Linked DNA regions of Ovis aries: region 1 is linked to region 2. The links are chromatin contacts, called in public Hi-C maps. All regions are on one chromosome and are shown on one strand. The core of a region is the stretch at or near the end of the contact, and the rest is flanking DNA. Distances in the headings are between cores, read along the strand shown.

What was found. Hi-C and Micro-C count contacts between places; a contact is called where the count stands out from the background.
Region 1: a contact with region 2 is called in a Hi-C map of muscle, with 2.9 times the contacts expected there. The contact joins the promoter of EMSY here to the promoter of WNT11 in region 2. A contact is called at or near these places in 3 of 16 Hi-C or Micro-C datasets (blood, hypothalamus and muscle).

Annotation. Positions count from the first base shown.
Region 1 is chr15:54,620,668-54,623,367 of ARS-UI_Ramb_v3.0, reverse strand. It overlaps EMSY (EMSY transcriptional repressor, BRCA2 interacting), which reads right to left and starts at 1,450. Exons shown (of 19, transcript XM_060399493.1): 1 at 1,340-1,450. It overlaps LOC132657828 (a long non-coding RNA gene), which reads left to right and starts at 1,775. Exons shown (of 2, transcript XR_009596538.1): 1 at 1,775-2,160.
Region 2 is chr15:54,401,778-54,404,477 of ARS-UI_Ramb_v3.0, reverse strand. It overlaps WNT11 (Wnt family member 11), which reads left to right and starts at 1,368. Exons shown (of 6, transcript XM_060399452.1): 1 at 1,368-1,612. It overlaps LOC121816704 (a long non-coding RNA gene), which reads right to left. Exons shown (of 4, transcript XR_006056384.2): 1 at 2,373-2,700; 2 at 2,135-2,195; 3 at 1-1,802.

The DNA of each region.
Region 1 (2,700 bases), core at 201-2,700, 220 kb before region 2:
AATAGTGTATGTGAAGTTCTTATTCTAGTGGCAGGCACATTATTTAATAAATAGGTGCCACTACCTATGTAATCTTGGGCAATTAATTCATTTGACTTCTGCCAGGTTTCTCACTATGAATTACATGAGATACAGTATGTAAAGGTCCTAAGATGCTAAGTGGGTAAATGGAACTGTCTCCTCGTCTTAACAATGAAAGATGAATTTACACCCCGAAGTCTTTACAAAAGCGTTTCCCAAAAGTTTAGATGTCAGAAACTTTGGACTGGTAATCCCCTGGTCTAGAAAAAGACAACGGCCCTGGGCCCTTGCACAATACCTGCTTAGCCCACAGCAGATCCGCTGTAAATATCTGTTAAATAAATGATTGAGAAGAGTAACACGAATGAATGAATGAGTGAATGTAAGAATGAGCGAGCTCAGTGTCTAGACTAGGAGTCAGGCATCGATCCGTAATAACTACCATCTCTTTTCCAAGAGCTAGGGCTGCTAACTCCAGCTCCACGCCTGGAGTTGAACCCCCTCCCCCTACTTCCCATAGTCCTCTCAGCTAAGAACCAACCCAGAGCAAGGAGAACTGGACTGCGCGCCCCAGTCGGCAGAATGACATAAAGAAAAGGGGTGGGGAAGAGGAAGAAGGGGCAGAGCCAAAGGAATCCGCTCCCTCCACAAGCCAGTCCCCGCCTCCCGACAGGATCTTGGAGGTGGCCGGCGACCGCCGGAATCAAGCACCACGTCACGGCATCCCGATGCGTCCCCGCCAGAGGACCTTACTGCGGGGCCGCATCGCACTGGAAACCTGCGCAGAGGTTGCCGGAGCCCGCTCCGGAAAACTGAATCCTGTCTAATCCTCCCCCCACTCAAGTGTCAAGGAGGCTAGCCTGCCCCGCCCCCTCCCCAAACACGCACTCTCTCGCAACACCACAACAAGAGTAGCCCGCCCACCCTCCTCACCCGTGCCGCTCAGCACCCACCCCAATGTCAAGCCCGCGACCCAAGCTCTGTAAGGACCAGTAGCCGGAGTGAAGGGCTCTGGTAGGCATCAGCGCCTCGCTCCCTCCTTAGCGGAGAGGACAACGGAGAGAAAGAGTAGACGCTCGGACACCCAGGTAGACGACCAAGACTCACCGGCAGGCCCCCAGGAGCTGGACCCCCGCAATTCCAGCACCAGGCCTGCCAGTTCCCCTAAGCCCACCTAGGGGAGCCCCACGATCCCGTTAGGAGACAACGGAGGATGGGGCTGGGCGCCCCAAGCCAGGCTCCAAATGCTTGGCCCGGCGGTCCTTCATACTGGCTATCCTGCCAGCTCTTCCCAGCACTCTGTCTGAGAGTCACCCACCTGCCCGGCCTTTCTGAGCTCATCTAAAAGGCTCCTCCGCCAAGACTAGGGGACACCAGGAATTGGGTTTGTTTGCGGTGCCTCTGAACGGGCAAGATGGCGACAGGTATCAGGGCGCAGGCGCAGCCGCGCGTTGCAAGTCGGGAGGTGTAGTTCGCCTTTCCCGCCTTTCGAAGAACGGACACCAGAAGATCTCCATTCTTCTGTCCCTCTTTTCCTCCACGTTTTGGAAGCAAAGGAGAGACATCGCGAGGATTGCTGGGAATTGTGGTCTGAACTCAAACTCCCTCCTCTTTCGCTCTCGGTGGGCACGCGCAAAGAAGGCTGGGATTGTAGTTTCTTCCATACCCTCCTCTCCCGGCTTCGCGCGCCTCTCCTCGGGTCTCTCAGCCAATGGGCTGGCTCTCCGCTACGTGTTCAGCTACGTGTGGCGTCACACGTAGCGACCAAGATGGCGTCGGTAGCTGGAGCAGAGGGTTCCCTGCGACCTTTATTCTAGGCGGGGTTAGGAAAGGTTGGAAAGTTTGCTGATCCCTGAAGCGCCGTTGATTAGGCTCGGATTCCTTAAGAGTATTGGGAGCAATTATCACGGCCTCCAGCCCCGCCAGACGCAGCTCGAGGAGAGAGCATCCGCGCTGCCAGACCTGACACTGGAAACCGCAGTTGGGCGTACCCGAACTTGGGGTTGCGGAGTTGCAAGTAGAGAAGGGGGACCCGAACGTTCTAGACTTCGGGTTTCTCCACCTGTGAAATGGGAATGGTAGTGCCATTTCTGTCAAAGGCAAGAAGGAGAAGGGATTTATTTGAGGCCCAGCGACTTGGTAGGTTCACCCTTTAGCCTTTGTTCTTAATCATAGAACAATTGTGTAAAGAGGGTATTGTTGCCCCTATTTAATGGATGAGAAAAAGGGCCCAATATATAGTTAATTGCGGCCGTAAGATCGAAGCCAGTACCTGCTGTTGTTGAAGATCTAATCAAATTTTGTGATTTCCCTCCCTTTCAAATTTTTTTCTTTGGGAAACGACTGCTCTGGTAAAAATGTTCAAATGGAAGAGTTTTTAATCTGCTTTATGATATTAACAAAGTTTCTTATAAATGTTAGGTTTATTTTACCCTATTGGGATGTGATACACAACGTACAGAAAAGTTCTTGGATCTCCATTGTAGCTTAGGTAGAAAAAAATAAATAACAACACGTGTGTACTATTTGCCCAGTAGCTAAGAATCCTCTCTGAGGCCCAGGAAAATTTTATAGTGTTGGAACCCAAGTCTGTCCCTTGAGAAAGTCAAGAAGTGGGACAAATAAGTCTCCCACCACACCATCCTTAATCTTCCAGTGCATTCTCTTCCATCTGTTTCC
Region 2 (2,700 bases), core at 119-2,618:
CTTGGCAGCTGTGTGTGTCCTCACTGTGTGCATGGAAACGTGTGCTTGTGCATAAACTGGATGCGGACAGTCTGCATGTTCAGCCTCATCTTGAAGACGTGTATGGCCATTTAACTTACATGTGCTGCTGAGTGTGTGGGGGCATGTGGTTTGTCCAACTATCTCCTGAGGGTGTTTGTGACCATTTGGAGGTTAAGTCTAGCCCTGTGTGCAAGGGAGACTGCCTGCTTACATGCAGAGATACTTTCATGGCTGAGAACATGTGGGGGGTTCTGTGGGCTCAGATGAATGTGTTGTATATGCAGGGACCTGTAGCCAGGTTAGGACAGCCTATGGGAGCCACTTCACAGGTGGCTGCAAAGAACAGGGGAAAGAGTAACCAGGTGTTTTGGGGACCTGAAAGAAGTCTTTTTTCACCAAATCTGTTTCTCCTGCTAATGAACTAGGTTATCCTTGGACTTGAGGCTCCTGGGGTGGAAGGGATGGGGGGAGACAGAAGTCAAGAAATCCAAAGCACCTGACCCAGCAGTTAGAAATGGGAGTGGAGTAGTATCAGCCAGGAAGGGCCAAGGTGGGGGTGGAAGGTGTGGGTACTCAACCAGTCCCAGGGAAGTTGCCCCTGAAACATAGCCCCAGCCCCAGGCTAGGTCTATAGTGCACAAGAAGCACCATAGTCTGCTTTAGCTTCTGAAACCCAGTCCTTGGCTGGTGGTCTCCCCGGGACCAGGCAGACTCCCCAACACTCATCCCATAGATGGGACATCTGCCTTCTTGTTGCCTAAGGTTTACAGCCGCCTCGCATGCAGCACACAGTCCTCGCACCTCTTTTCTTTGCTGAGAGTTTCCAGAACTGGAGCAGAGGAGGTCTGGAGAGGTGAGCTGGAGAAGCTGGTCCTGGGCTGCCACGGCAGCTCTCTTGACCCACGACGCTTATAGTAATGGAGCTTCAACATCAACTCCTACTGACACCCGGGCTCCGCACTCAGACCTAAGTCTGACTTCCCTCTGAACCGTGGCTTCCTCTTCTGCCCAACCAGACAGGGTGGAGGATCCAAACGGGGCTTGCTGTCAGGTTTAGAAATCAGCCATACCTGGGCCCCAAGCGCCCCGGGCACGCAGTAGGCTCACAGCCCGCACGCTCAGTACACACCACCAGTTAGAGTTATAATTAGTAAGTCTCTTTGTAGCTCACAGGGTGCGACGTCCTCTCGTGCCGCTGGCGCCGCGGGTCCGTGGCATCCGCGGGGACCCCGCCCCCGCCCCCCGCGCTCGCGGCCCGAGCCACCCGATGGGGTTTCTGCGCGCTGACGTGGGCGGATCAAAGCAGCTGCCGGCTCCTTATAAAGCAGTTCGGGCTGCCCGCGCCTGGAGACCGTGCCGGGTGAGGAGCAGAACTCGGTCGAGTCAGCGAGCGCAGGCCTGGGGAGCCGAGCGCCCTCCAGTCCCCGAGGGACCCCAGCCGGCCGCGGCTCGCCAGGATCCCGGGCGTCCTTTCCAGGCAGCTCGCGAAGAGGACGCCCCCGCCGCCTGCCCAGCCGGGAGAGCGCTCGGGTCCTCCAGGGGCCGCGCTCGCCGCTCCCCGGCCCGCCCGGCCAGGCGAGCGCCCCAGGAGGTGAGCCGTGGCCGCAGGCAGAGGGTGGGCTCTCAGCGGGGACCTGCCAGACCGGGGGCGGGTGTGGGGGACCCCGTTGGGCATCCGCTCCCGGGCAAGCAAAGCCAGTCCTCCTCCGTAAGTCTGTTCCGTGGCTCTCCCAGGCAGTCCCTTCGCTGAGAGCAACCGCTGGGGCCTCGGGGCGCGGGCTCTAAGCGGATGAGAGGTAGAGGTAGGCTGTACAGACCCCGCGGCCTGCCTCGAGCCTTCCAGTCCCGCTTCTCCCCCCCGCCCCATTCGACCCTCTCCCTCCGAGTCAGCCCACGGATGAGGTCATGCCCGAGCCATCCCGGGGGTGGGGGACTTGGATCCAGCGGCAGAGGGTGTGTGTGGTGGGGCGGGAGAAGGTGGCAAAAGGCAGAGAACGACTGCAGCTCCTACTAAATTGGGGGCGGGGGCGGACGGCTCGCTTTGAGACCTGCTTCCAGAAGCGGCAGGGTGGGGGTGGGGGGAAGGGGGAGAATCGAGAGTTTGTTTACAGACCTGAGCTCCAGGCTAGGGGAGATAGGGAGGAAGAAAGTCCAGTCCCGGCCCCGAGGCACCTCTGGAACAGCCGGGAACATCTGGCTGAGCTCGCGCACGGGCCCCACACCTCCCACCTCCCCGAGCTTAGGTACCTCCAAGACCCTCACGGTCCTTAGGCGCTCGAGGTCTGGCTTAGAGGGGGTAGTGGGAGGAACCCCGAGTTCCCCCACCCCACCCTTCCCAATTCCAAACTAACCCGTTTCGCGGGTCACCCGGCGCATCGTCCGCAGCCCAGCAGGCACATCTAGCAAGACTCGCGGCCAGAGTCAAAGCCGTGTTGAGGGCCTCGCCTTGCTTGGCGTTGCAGGTAACCTTGAAGCAGTCGCTCGGCGTCACCGGCTCTCTGGGTCGGCTCTGTAAGCTGCGCACCCCCTGGCTTCGGGCCGGGCCCGAGGCGACCTTCGCGGCGTGGACACAGCGCGAGCGCCGGGTGCGGGTTCCCGGGCCGGCGCGGGTGTTTGGTGTGCGCCCGTCGACTCTGGCTCAGAGGGGCAGCCTCTCAGGCAGAGGGGTTTCCAGGGCCT